Regions from separate parts of the Mus musculus genome. Here regions 1 and 3 are each linked to region 2. The links are chromatin contacts, called in public promoter capture Hi-C maps. All regions are on one chromosome and are shown on one strand. The core of a region is the stretch at or near the end of the contact, and the rest is flanking DNA. Distances in the headings are between cores, read along the strand shown. Region 1 overlaps Zcchc14 (zinc finger, CCHC domain containing 14). Region 2 overlaps Banp (BTG3 associated nuclear protein). Region 3 overlaps Fbxo31 (F-box protein 31).

What was found. Capture Hi-C pulls out chosen DNA fragments and counts their contacts.
Region 1: a contact with region 2 is called in a promoter capture Hi-C map of liver. The contact joins two enhancer-like sites. A contact is called at or near these places in 1 of 115 datasets of contacts at active chromatin or transcription factors (pancreatic cancer cells) and 1 of 9 other capture datasets (liver).
Region 3: a contact with region 2 is called in a promoter capture Hi-C map of adipose tissue. The contact joins two enhancer-like sites. A contact is called at or near these places in 1 of 115 datasets of contacts at active chromatin or transcription factors (pancreatic cancer cells) and 1 of 9 other capture datasets (adipose tissue).

The regions. Positions count from the first base shown.
Region 1 is chr8:121,629,785-121,633,793 of GRCm38.p6, reverse strand. The region is part of intron 1 of Zcchc14 (zinc finger, CCHC domain containing 14); the gene reads left to right. Among named protein-coding and RNA genes, the nearest start is that of Zcchc14, 20 kb to the left of the region's middle. Within about 2 kb of position 1,878, at least 94 of the 459 cell types and tissues checked have an H3K27ac peak or open chromatin away from gene starts, as enhancers often do. A contact at or near this core is called in liver, where this site is marked.
Region 2 is chr8:121,997,969-122,002,419 of GRCm38.p6, reverse strand. It overlaps Banp (BTG3 associated nuclear protein), which reads right to left. Exons shown (of 14, transcript NM_016812.4): 8 at 1,289-1,456. Among named protein-coding and RNA genes, the nearest start is that of Mir7237, 22 kb to the right of the region's middle. Within about 2 kb of position 2,994, at least 9 of the 459 cell types and tissues checked have an H3K27ac peak or open chromatin away from gene starts, as enhancers often do. A contact at or near this core is called in adipose tissue and liver, where this site is marked.
Region 3 is chr8:121,570,502-121,575,035 of GRCm38.p6, reverse strand. All of the region lies in intron 1 of Fbxo31 (F-box protein 31), which reads left to right. Among named protein-coding and RNA genes, the nearest start is that of Fbxo31, 6.0 kb to the left of the region's middle. Within about 2 kb of position 1,600, at least 112 of the 459 cell types and tissues checked have an H3K27ac peak or open chromatin away from gene starts, as enhancers often do. A contact at or near this core is called in adipose tissue, where this site is marked.

The DNA.
Region 1 (4,009 bases), core at 629-3,128, 370 kb after region 2:
AGGAAGCCCAGGTTTCCTCTGGTCAGCTTCCTGTGGCAGTCTGTATCTGGAGGGCTGTACTTCCAGAAATCTAATTGTAAAGAGCATGTGCTCTTTGACAGTGGTGTCTAGGCCAGGCGTGGTGGCGCCCGCCTTTAATCCCAGCACTTGGGAGGCAGAGGCAGGCAGATTTCTGAGTTCGAGGCCAGCCTGGTCTACAGAGTGAGTTCCAGGACAGCCAGGGCTACACAGAGAAACCCTGTCTCAAATAAATAAATAAATAAATAAATAAATAAATAAATAAATAAAGCAAGCAAGCCCTGTCTCAAATAAATAAATAAATAAATAAATAGATAGGTAGAGAGAAAGAAAGAGGTGTCTAAAATTTAAATTTCTAAAGATTATATTCCTGATGATGAATATTAAAGTGAGTTTACAGCAGCTTTCAGGAAGCCCGTGTGAGGTTTTCCACAGGACAGACAATCTGAGGAAAACCTTTTCAACATTGTCCTTATCCAAGGATAATGGATAATTAGCTGTCGGGATGGGACCAACATTGGCCATGAAACCACATGACCCCCATGACTTACCTGGAAGGGATACATGTCCATTTGGGCTGATTGTCCACATGGCCTGGGGTTTCTGCTCATGTCCCTCCTTATAGGGCAGGCCTTTGGTCTGACCCAGGCATAATCCTTTATTTTGAAATGTCACAGTATCAGAAATGCAGAATTTTAGGGTCTACCTTAGACCTGAGTCATGGTCCTGGGATCAAGTATAGGCCTTGCATGTTCTAGGTGAGGCTCTTGAGTGCACTGGGGATACTCTGCCCCTTTTTACTTGTTGAGACAGGCTGTAACTAAGTCACCAAGACTGGTCTTGCACTTAGTCTCTATCTTGAACTGGCCCTGAGCCAGCCATCCTCTTGTAGTCTCCTGATTATCTGAAGCTACATGCCTGTGCCCCGAGGTGAGACCTAAAGGTCTTCACATACTAGGCCTGGACACACCACTCTTATCTACATACCTAGAAGGCGTGCATCAAGACCTGGGCTCTGCTGCTTGGGACCAGGCACCTAAACTGCACTCCAGCAAGGCACTCCTGAACGGGCAGCGGCACTGGAGGTCACATGAGCTTTCCTGTGGCCCTCAGGAGGGAGGAGGATGTCCTGGTCTTGGAGCAGGTGCTGAGCATCAGATCTGCCTGTAGCCATGGCCTGTTGGCACCCAAGCAGAGCAGCTGAGATCCTAGTGATGCCAGCCGGGCAAGATGGGGAGTACAGAGCACCACCTGAAAATCAGTGCCACTGGGGCCATAGGAACTCAGGCTGTAGCTGAATGTCCTACAGATGCCTGCCTAGTGTCTAAATGGAAGGCATTGTTGTGTTAGCAGCGGATCCCTCAATGAACAACAGCCCATAGAGATGAGGCACTGAATGTGTGTCTGCTGGGCTGCGGTGAGGAGTAGGGCTAAGTAAATGGGCTGAGGTGCCTGCCTGGGCTGGTGGTTTTAGCCATGATGATGAAAGGGCAGTTAGCCAGGCAGCAGAACCTCTGACCATTCCGTGAGAGTAAAGGAAGGTGCTTTGCTCGGAGAGGATTTGAACTAACAGGAAGATCTGGGGAAGGGGGTACCTTGGCTTAGTCTCCAGGCCTTGCACAGGATGGGAGGGGGACATGTGCACATGGGGCCATTGAAACTCTGAAGTGAGTCAGAGAGCATCTGAGTCAAACTGCCGGCCGGTCATGTGGATAAATTAACCTCACCAAAAATAACCTAAAACAGCGTTTCTGAGACTTGCAGTTGAAGACAGCGTCCAGTGTAAACAGAAGAGCAAGAGGTGAGAGGAGGAAGGCCAGCCAGCCAGACGGCAGACTGACAGGCGCGCTTGGCCTGGAGTCATCACTTTTAAAGCATTTTTTCCCTGCCTGTGTTTTCATCAGGCTGCTCACAGCTTTGCCCTGACCTAGACCTGGCCAGTTGCTGGCCTGGGGACAGCAGCCTCAGCTCTGGGCTGACTCTACATGGACACAGGAAGTGCTTCCTGTTGTTGTCCCCAGGGGGCATGCTGATGCTTTGTGAAGTGGTCCTGATCTCAGCCTGGGTCTCAGTAGCGGGTCCCACACCAGGACAAGCCCCTGTTGTCGCACACCCCTACCCTGTCTTCATCTGTAGGCTTGGGGTAGGGAGCTGGGTTTGCTTGTGGCTCTCTGGTGATAGGGGTGCTGGTCTCCTGTGACTGTCAGCACACCCCTGGCCTCCTCTTGGAACCAGGATGTAGGGTCAGGAGCTGTGGGAGTCAAGCAACCATGATGGGCTGTTGCTGGCTCATGGCCATGTACTGAAAAGCTGTACCTGAGCTGCTCACACAGTGGGATATGAAACTTGTCTCCTGAAAAGGGTGTGTCTTGTCTGCAGCTGTGTCACCCAGGCTGGTTTGGAATTCAAGGCCCTTCCGTTCTGACTTCCAGGTGCCAGGGATCATGGGCATATGTGAAATAGTAGCTTTATAAACTTAAGTGCTCTCTGATGTCTTCTTTAACTTTATTTAGTATCATGTGTGCACATGGTGTGGGTACATCTCTGTCCTAACAGTATGCATGTGGGAGGCAGAAGGCAGCCCTGGGGAGGAGGTCCTCCTATCTTCTTACTTCGTTTTCAGGGATTGAACTCAGAGTTGTAAGTCAAATGTCTTTATTCACTGAGCCATTTTGCCCAGCCCTCTTTACTGACTTCTTTCCCTCCTTGCTTGCCTACCCGCCCGCCTTCCTGAGACGGAATTTCATACAGCCCAGCTTGGCATTGAACTTACTATATAACCAAGGGGAACTCTGAATCTTGATCTCTCTGTCTCTACCTCCTGGGTGCTAGGATTGCAGGTTTGCTCCACCCTGCCTCTGTTTTATGGAGTGTTGGGCATCAGACCTAGGATGTCGTGTGTGCTCGGTAAGCACTGCCAACACTCCCAGGCCCAACTTAAACTTCCTGGTAACTTCTTGGTGAAGCTGGCCATCGTGAGCTGCCTTTGTAAAGTGAGTGAGCGAGCGACTGGGATTTCTTTTCTTGAGTTTAGTTGGAGTTCACAGAGACAGACTGGCGGGTGGCACGTTGCTCATAGGCATCTGTGGTGCTCCACGGAACACCGGGATGCAGAGTGAGCCTTTTGTGGTGGTGGTGGTGTTGTTGTTGTCGTCGTCAGGATAGGGTCTCTTTATATAGCCCTGCCTGGCCTGGAACTCACAAAGGAGGTCAGACTGGCCTCTGTTTCCCAAGTACTGAGATTAAAGGCATACCCTCCATGCCTGGTCAAGAGTAAGCCTTCTTGACCCAGTTTAGCTAGGTTTCTTTTTTTCTTTTTTTTTTCTCTCCAAGACAGGGTTTCTCTGTGTAGTCCTGGCTGTCCTGGAACTCACTCTGTAGACCAGGCTGGCCTCGAACTCAGAAATCCACCTGCCTCTGCCTCCCGATTGCTGGGATCAAAGGCGTGCGCCACCACTGCCTGGCTTTAGCTAGATTTCTACTGAGTGGCTCTGACATTGGGCGGCAGCCTGTGCCTTCATTAGTCACGTACCTCAATCTACCTCAGCCGCAGGCCTCTGGGCCTGCCATCTGTCACCGCTAGGCAGGTGACAGTGGGAAACCCTGGGCAAAGGGCTAGGAGTTGAGGGGCAGTGTATCCCAGCTGCCCACTGCTTGGGTTCAAGGCTCTGGCTCAGGAGAAACTGCTAGCTCCCCAGCCTAGTGCCCCGTGGCACACACAGCAGCCGCTCAGTCGTGGAACCTATACACCTTTGCCAAGATTTCAAACCTTGAGCCTTTTCCTCACATTAGAAAATTTGAGATCTTAAAACTGAATGAAAGCATTGCTATTTTTAAATTTTACATCTAGTCTATTTGTGCTGTGAAATTTTTCCAATACTGAAGGTGGGGGTCGGGGGGTGACTGAGGATACTGCAGTCCCTCTCCTTCCCCAGGGCCAGTCAGCTGACCAGGGCGTGTGGGCCCAGTTCCATGTGTACACAGGAGACTC
Region 2 (4,451 bases), core at 1,745-4,244:
TGGCTTTATGGGGTTGGAGACTTAGCTTAGCAGTTAAGAGCACCAGCTGCCCTTTCCGAAGACCTGGGTGCAGTTCCCAACACCCACATGGTGGTTCACAACCACCCATAACCCCAGATGCAGGGGATCAAATGCTCAGACCTAGGCATCCACTCGTCTATGCAGCACCTTCACAGCACGAAGGCTCACTGCAGTGCAGCCACTACAACCTGATCTAGCGGAATCTTCCTGCTCTTTAATCACACGGATTAAATCACATGGACAGTAACATGGGAGCCACAGTGAGACAAACAGAACTGATGGACCACTGCAGACTGCCACCATGAAGATCCGCTGCTCGGGTAAGGAAGGACCAAACCACAGCCCGCACGGCTGACAGCACTTGGGAGCACATCTTAGGTTAGCTACAAGTCGTGCTCGCCCCATTTAACAGCCACACACAACCTCACCAGACACATTCCTCACATGCCTAAAGGCTCCCTTGGGTTCCCAGGATAGAAGTCCAACTCCCAGTTCTGCGTGCCACCTGCAGCAACACTGCCTACCGGGAACAATGTGTGTGGCCCACACAGCTGCCACCTTAGAGCCTTGGCACCGGCTACAGCTAAGTAACTAATGGCCACTAAAACAAAGGAGGAAGAGCTCTTTCTGGAAGATGCTCAAGGAGGGCTCCAGGTGACCAGCTTTGTAGCTTCCAAACCAGAGTCCCTGGACAAAGCGTGCACTGAAAGGAAGCCTTGCCGGCCACCTGCCCACTGCTGTCCCAGATCCTGAGCAAACCCAGGACTCAGCTTTCAGGAGCTGTTGCTACTGCCAAGAAAGCTATGAAAAACAGTTTAAGAGGCAATTTTAGGATTGAGAGCATAGCTCAGTGGCAAAGTACCAGTGCCAAGATTGCCCAAGACCCTGAGTGCAAGCTCTACACTAGCATGAAGGGAGGGGACGGGCCAACAGGTAGGGCTCAGAGAATGTCTCTGCGATCTTAAGGACAAGCCTGAGTCTATAAGCTCAAACTAAGACTAAAGAGCACAACATGGGCCCTCCGTCCTTCACCCACCGCCACTCTGCAGCTACACAGTAGCTACTGTTAAGGCAGCAGGACGCTCAGAAGATAAGTAACCAGGCAACTCGAGAAAGGTCCCACACTAAATTTTCCTGTTGAGCCTACAGTGTAAATAGGCAGGCCCTGTGCTCTTGTCACTGCCTAGGGAGCTCCCACAAGGCCAGCCTCACTGACAGGGCCAGGACTGATGAACGGAGCTTCGGGACAGCGCCCTCCTGAGCCTACCTGAGGCACTGTAAGAGGATGAGGATGGCGTCCTCCGAGAGAAGCTCTTGACCGCCAGGCTCTGGCCTCGCTGCTTCCGCCGCCAGGCTGTCCGGCACTTGGAGTCAATGCTCTGCTTGATCCGATACCAGTCAGATTCCGTGATTCCAAATTTATAGAAGAGGTGACCTGAAAGAACACGTCCCAGTTAAGAGCTCTCATACGCAGGCCTTGTCCTGAGCCCCACTGCTGAGAGCACCAAACAGCAGCTAAGCTCTGCTAAGAGACCCAGCTGAGCCGCTGGCCTACTCCTAAAGGTCTGACTCATCTTCTAGAAAATCTCACTTCATCAAGGAAGACGCCCATCACTCAGGTCACTGGGGGCAGCAGGACCAGATGCAGGTATTTACCACTCCTCCCGTCGAGTTAGTTAACCTTTAAAGAACCAGGCTTCACTCCAACACCAACGAGTCTCCATTTCTCCCAGGCTTCAGACTCCCAAGCCTGTAACTTCTCTTGCCCTAAACTCACTCACAAGACGACATATACCATCCTAATTGCCTAGGGAATCAGACTCAAAACTGCACTCATACAGGTCTTGCCAAAGCTGTAGTCCGTTACCCTCTGCTCTTCTGTTTAGCCTAGCCCGCCTCAGTCCAGACCAGCAAACAGTACTGTCCCCTCTCCTCATCCAAAACTCCCTCAGTGCAGCACACTTGCTTTCTAGAACACCTTAAATGTACAGGGATCTCACACAGTGTTTACCCTTCCTCCCTTACAAACGAGGGGCACTCAGTAAATTCTGGCCAGCATTCGGGGAGCAGCAGGCACCTGAAGATGTTTGCCCAGTGCTCCCAGCCAGTTGCTTACTCCTTCGTTCTTACCAGGCTGTCTCCTAACACACCCAAGCTCTTAGCACAGGAACCACTTCCCAGAGTTGCCTGGAACCCCAGGGAAGGGTAGTAGCCACATCCAGCCCTGGAGGGTAGAGCAGGAACACACAGCACACAGCAGAGCACCACTGGACCCCAACTGCCGATCCTTAGGAGCACAGAACAGGCCGGGAGCACAGAAGAGCACGCAGAGCCTGGCCATCTCACGACCTCACGCCATGGCCCTCCCTCTTTTTAGAACTTACTTTTTGTATCACCAATCCTTAAATTTGCCAATTAAAATTTATATTTATTAAATTGTGTGTATGTGTGTGTTTGTGTACCCGCAGAGGTCACAGTTACTGGATCACCTAGAGCTAGAGCTACAGACAGCTGTGTGCCACTGCTGTGGGAGTTGGGACTCGAACTCAGGACTGCTAGGAGGAGTAAGTGTTCTTAACCACTAGACCCTGTCTCCAGCCCATGGTCCTCTGTCTGCCACGGCCCAATGACAGCAGGAAGGATGGTAGTGAAGGACGTCACAAGACTTTCTCTTCAACACAGTGACCTCTGTAGCTGGCTTATGCAACTTCACTAAATAACAGGAAAATAAATGAAGAAACTCAAACTCCAATAATCAAAAGTCTAAGTTGGCAAATGTCCTCTTCTGGCTGTTAAAGCCACCGAGTTTAGATCGTCTCCTGAGGGGGAAGTTCTCCCCCAAACTCTACAGCTGCTCTCATCAAGAGCAGCCATGAGAAGGAGTGGAACCCTTTCACTGCCATATTACCTACTGGGCATTAGGAGATGTCTCTGAGTGTTCTGTTTGCATATACTCAGCAATGGCACAGTGACAGCAGGCCTGTGACCTGGAAGTACTTTTCCCTTTCCCTCAGGAGTGAGTTGGCAGCTCTGGTTCTGACTTCCAGGTCATCTCAAATAGACAGAGTCATAAACCACTGAGAAACCACACGCGAGACAAGTGGCTTTAGATATGGACAAAAGCCTCTGTAGGTCCCAGGCCAGTCACCTGGCTTCCAGTCGCAGTCACCACAGAACCCCCTGCTGGCCAACTACCTCATCTGATACACATTTGAAAGCCTCACTGAGTAAGAACACCATCGCTCTTGTGCCTGTTTGTAGGCAAAACCAAGGAATAGGAGAAGCCATCTCACAGTGTCACTTCTGGCTATGTGTCCACCTTCGTCACAGCGGAGGACAAACAAGACGAGGCCTGATGTCATACCTTCCTCTGCTCAGCAGGCCATGCAGTAGGACCAAAGCTCAAAACCAAAAGCCCTGGAAACAACAGAAGCCTCCAGCTGCTGGCCTGTGGGGTCACCTGCTGCCCAAGGTGGTGGAGCACTGAGCTCATGAAAGTCAAGGGCACTGCTGCTCTTCAGCTGTAGAGGCTTGGAGGCAGGCCTGAAGAGGCCTCTGCACGGTGGCAAAGTTTCCCAAGGACGCCTGCAGGCTGTCCCCAGCTCACCCTGGCCCGTTCATGCCTCCCCACAACTCCTCCTAGTCTGTAGTCTCTGACAGCCATTCTAAGCCACCCCTCAGCAGTGACTGGTCCCTTCTGAGAAGAGGTCTCCCATTTGTCTCCGGAACTCAAGCTGCTCTGCCACCAGCTTAAACCAACCCAACTCTTCCCTGGCTCTCTAGGCAAACTGGCATTCTCGGGGCATCCCAAGACCCGTGCCAAGCCATGGCAGACCAATGCCACACCCATATAATGGCCTGTATCCAAGGCATTTGAGCAGCTTTCCCGAGCCATCCTTCAGGACCAGGGAAGAGACAGCATCTGATTATCCAAACTCAGAGAAACCCACATCCCTGTCACTGATGGATCAATGTCTTCCAAAATCATTGGGCAAAAATGCAGGGCCTTTACAGATATGACTGAGGAAGAGGCAGCAGCAGTGGGATCTCTATGAGGAGATAGGAGAAGATGGCCCATGGAGGCCACATCAGGAAGACCCAGGGCCACCACACCAGAGCTAGAGGCAAAGCCCCTGGAGGAGGAGCTGCTGCCCAGCCAAGCTAACCCTTGCCTCTGGGCCTGGGTCTGAATGCTCCAGCACGGACTCTGCTAGTGTGGCCCAAGAAATTCAATATACCCCACAGGGCACCAAGCCAGGAGAGCTCTCTGGACAATGCGCTGCCTGCAACTTACGACCAGGAGACCGTCTCCTCCAGGTAATAGTTTAGGAAGAGTCACTGCACGGGTGTGGTGTGGTGGCGCATACCTTTAATCCCAGCAGTTGGGAGGCAGAGGGCCCACACAGGTAGAGGTATGCCAGTACTTCACC
Region 3 (4,534 bases), core at 351-2,850, 430 kb after region 2:
GACAGACTCTGTGGTTCAGCCTCTACCCAGGTCTGCTGCTGGCCAGTTCTGATGCCGCGTGCCTAAGTGTGCTTCCTCACAGCAGTGCAGGGCTGCTGAGTTGAGACCTCTCAGCTGTTTGTTCATACAGGGGCTGATAAGATGGCCCTGTCAATACAGCACCTGCCGCCAAACTTGATGCCCTGCGCCAAACTTGATGCCCTGCGTTCACTCCCTGGATCCCACCCTGCAGGAGTCCCGTAGGCAGTGTCCTGACTGCAGTGACACTGTAGTTCCACCCTTTACAGTGGTGTGGTTGGGAGTCGACTGTGGGATTGCTCTGCGAGGAGAGGCTAATAATGCCCCCACTGTTCCCAGCTTGACTGTCAGGATGAACGCTGTTGCTTTGTTAAGTAGCTGAGCTTGGGAGATGCTGTTTAGGGATATTTAATGTCCAGTGGATGTGTTGAGCCCACCAGTGGAAGGGGCACAGCAGAAAACACAGACTGTTAGAGAAATAGAAGGACAGGGTCTGTCCACGTCCTGGAGGAACGAAGGCTCTGAGTTGAGTTTCCTCCCTCGCCTTCCAGTCTCACACCTCCCTGGGGAAGCAGTTCAGCTCTTGGGTGTTATTATTATTTTAAGATGTATTTGTTTTATGTGAGTCCATTGTCGCTATCTTCAGACACATCAGAAGAGGATGTCAGATCTCATTACAGATGGTTGTGAGCCACCATGTGGGTGCTGGGAATTGAACTCGGGACCTCTGGAAGAACAGTCAGTGCTCTTAACCACTGAGCCATCTCTCCAGCCTGCTGATGTATTTTTATGCTTTTGTTCTTGGTTGGTTTCTTGTGAGGCAAGATCCCATGCACTCTGTAGCCTAGGGTGTCCTCAAACTTGGACAAATCCTCCTGCCTCAGCTTCCTGGGTGCTGAGATTACAAATGTGAGCCGCCATGCCTGGCTTCAGGTTTTTGTTGGTGGGTGGTGGCTTAAGGATCAAACCCAGATCTTTGTACCTGATGTAGGTGAGCACGCTACTATGGGGCTTTGGGCTTGACTTCCAGCTTTTATTTATTTATTTATTTATTTTTGAGACAGGTTCTTGGTTTGTGGTCCTAGTTGGCCTTGACCGCCGAGGTGCGGTGCTGGGTGGGTACATCAGATTTAAACCTGTTTCACTTTTTGTGAGACAGGCCTCATGTGGTACCCCAAGCTGGATTCGAACCACCCCTTCTGAAGTGGGATGACAGGGGTGTACCATCAACACAGATAAGGCATTTAAGAGTTAACTTCCACATACCACCTGTGTGGCCTTTCACTTGGCTGCAGAGGCTGTACTAGGTTTTTTTTTTTTTTTTTTTGTTTTTGTTTTGTTTTGTTTTTTGTTTTAAGGCTGCTTCACTGCTGAGCTTGAGTCTGTCTCTGCAGGCTTAAGGGAAGGCTGGCCTTGCCACAGGGAGTGGGTGGGGCTGGGTGATTGGCTCTCAGAGACAGCCACAGGGCATCTGAAGAACTGGGTGTGTCTTCCTTCTGGGCAGAGTGTAAACACAGCCATGCAGCACAGACTGTCTGAAGCCCACACACCCCCCTCTCCCTTCGGAGACTCCTGGGCCTGGCCACTGTGAGTCACTGTCCTCTGGCAGCTGTCCAGCTGTCCCCAGTGGCGAGGGAAAGGCTAGCCAGGACTCATAAGCCTGGCACTGGTGTCCCATGTCCCATGACCTCTGAAGGGCCCAGGAAAGCCTCCTCAGAGACTGCAGACGAATGGGGGCTCTGCCCACCATGGCCCCCACTCTGCAGGTGTCTGGGGTGACCCATGCTACTTGTGAGAGTAGACTGGGCTTCCTGACACTGTGTCCTGGAGATGAAGGTTGCTCGCCTTCTGCTGGCTGCTTGAGAGGTCATGTTGACCTGTGCGTGCATTTCGACTGGTCTGTCTGTCAGCCCCTGAATGTTCAGGTGTTCATGGACAGTGCGGGAGCTTGATGTTCTCTAGGAGTGCTATTCTGGGTTTGCTTTGTTATAAGGTTGAGTGTCCAGGATGGGGAGGCTGCTCAGTGGTTAGAGCACCAGCAGCTCTGCAGGAAGGATCTGGGTTCATTCAGTCACATGGTCTGCACAACCCACCCTCAGCCCAGCTCCAGGGGATCAGTGTCCTCTTCCGGCCTCCGCGGTGTACCACGTGCATACATGCAAGCCAAGTGCTCATAAACGTGAAATAAAAACAAAGAAATGTTTTAAAAAAAGAAACGAGAGCTGGCTTAGCAGCTAAGAGCAGTGGTGAGAACCCAGGCCTGATTCCCAGCACCCGCATGGTGGCTCACCATCTTCTGTAGCTCCAGTCTCGGGGGGGACCCCACATGCTTTTCTGGCCTCAATGGGCACCACACACACTCTTGGTGCATAGACATATGTGTAGGCAGAACACTTCATACATATTAAAATAAATGAATCTAAAAAAGGGGCTTGGGGAGACAAGTGTTTCTTGCAGCCACTGCAATGGCTGAGTCCAGTGCTGTGCCTGAACAGACAGACGTCTGTGTTTGAAGTGAAGCCGTGTATGGAGGGGTGACCTGAGTGTCCACCCTGTCGCTGGTGAGTTCATCTGTCAGCATCGAGCTCATGGCCTGGATGAGGAATCTGCCCCTGAGGGCCTTTTGGGCGTCCAGTTTCTCTTGCTGGCCCCTTGTCCGTGCCCAGAGCCAACTCTGCTGTCTGTGAGGGACTTCTGGGATATACATCAAGGGAGAGAGACATTTGGGAACAGTGACACTAAGTCCCCAGTGACTGCAAGATGAGACCGTCTGCAGGGAGCAGCCTTGCAGGCTGGCCTTACTGGGTAGAAGTCTGTGTCCAGAGGCTGCAGCCCTGCAGTAGATGCCTGACAGATTGACTGTAGACCAGGCTGGCCTTGAACTTACAGAGATCCACCTCCCCCCACCCCCCACCTTCCGAGTGCTGGAATCAAAGGTGTGTGCCGCCACACTCAGGAGACTGGGGTAGGAGGACCACAGCCTGAGGTAAGGCTTTGCTGACTGTAAGGCCACGCTTCCAGAAGGCCCACACATGCTCATCTCTAAAATCCAGTTTCCCTTGGGTGTCTGCGCTCAGCTCAGGGATGGCAGCTCATCCTTGAAGTACATTTGTCGTCCCTGCAAACTGAGGGAGTGTCTCAGTTAGCATGTCACTGCTATGAACAGATTCCATGACCAAGAGTTATAAAAGACAAGAGTTAATTGGGGCTGGCTTACAGGTTCAGAGGTTCAGTCCATTATCATCAAGGTGGGAGCATGGCAGCATCCAGGCAGGCATGGTGCAGAAGGAGCTGAGAGTTCTACATCTTCATCTGAAGGCTGCTCAGAGAAGAATGGCTTCCAGGCAGCTTTTTTTTTTTTTTTAAATGTATATAGGTACACTGTAGCTGACTTCAGACACACCAGAAGAGGGCTTCAGATCTCATTACGGATGGTTGTGAGCCACCATGTGGTTGCTGGGATTTGAACTCCGGACCTTCAGAAGAGCAGTCAGTGCTCTTAACCACTGAACCATCTCTCTAACCCCTAGGATGAGGGTCTTAAAGACCACACCCATAGTGACACACCTACCCCTACAGGGCCACACCTTCCAATAGTGCCACTCCCTGGGCTGAGCATATATAAACCATCACAGGCAGTGTTGGGGTTCAGTGTTGCCCCGCAGCTCCTCCTCATTTTGCTCGTGTCTATGAAAGTGCTGCACCATTTCCTACAGAAGCGGAAGGAATCTCATGGTGTTTGTGGGTCGTGGGTTTACACAGTGTCAGGTCCTCAAAGATAGTAGTGTGGGTCAGAGAAGTTTCTCGGCATGTCTGTCATTCACTCTTTGTGTTTGGCTGATGTGAAGGGCACATGAACAAGAAGCTTGGCACCCCCGGAGACCCTGCTGCCAGCTCCTCAGTCCTGAGCCTGGCCTCAGACACGCTGGGCCACGGGGAGTTGAATTTTCTGTTGGCCTGGGGCGCTGCAGGTTTGTAGACTGCCTGCTCTCTGCCCATGCGCACCACAAGCCCTCCCAGGGTCTGGTGCTTTCCGCCCATGCGCACCACACGCCCTCCCAGGGTCTGTCTCTCGCCATGCTACCTTTGGAGGGGTGGGCGCTTCCGGAAGAGAACCACCTGTACCACGGCAATATGGAACACGGAAAGAGAAAAACTGCCAACCTGCAGCGCTAAATAAAGTCATTGCTTAAGGAGCGCTGTGCACCCGGCTGCGCTGGCTCAAGATTTCGTCCCTAGCGCCATGCAGACAAAACAAACAAAACCCAAACCAGGACCGTCCTCGGGGCTGAGCCTGATTTGGAGTGGCAGTGAGCACTTGTTAGCGTTCCTGGAAGCGGAGACGGGTCCCACCTAGCCGCCGACCAGGGTCTGGTGCGAGAGCTAAGCTAAGGGCAGCTGCTTTTGATGACTTGTGGGAAGGTTGCACAACCGTGCCAGGATGTGGGATTGATTGCTCTTAGCCCTCTGTGGACAGGAGGAGCGCTGGGGTCAGAGTGACTCTGCTCTTGTGACT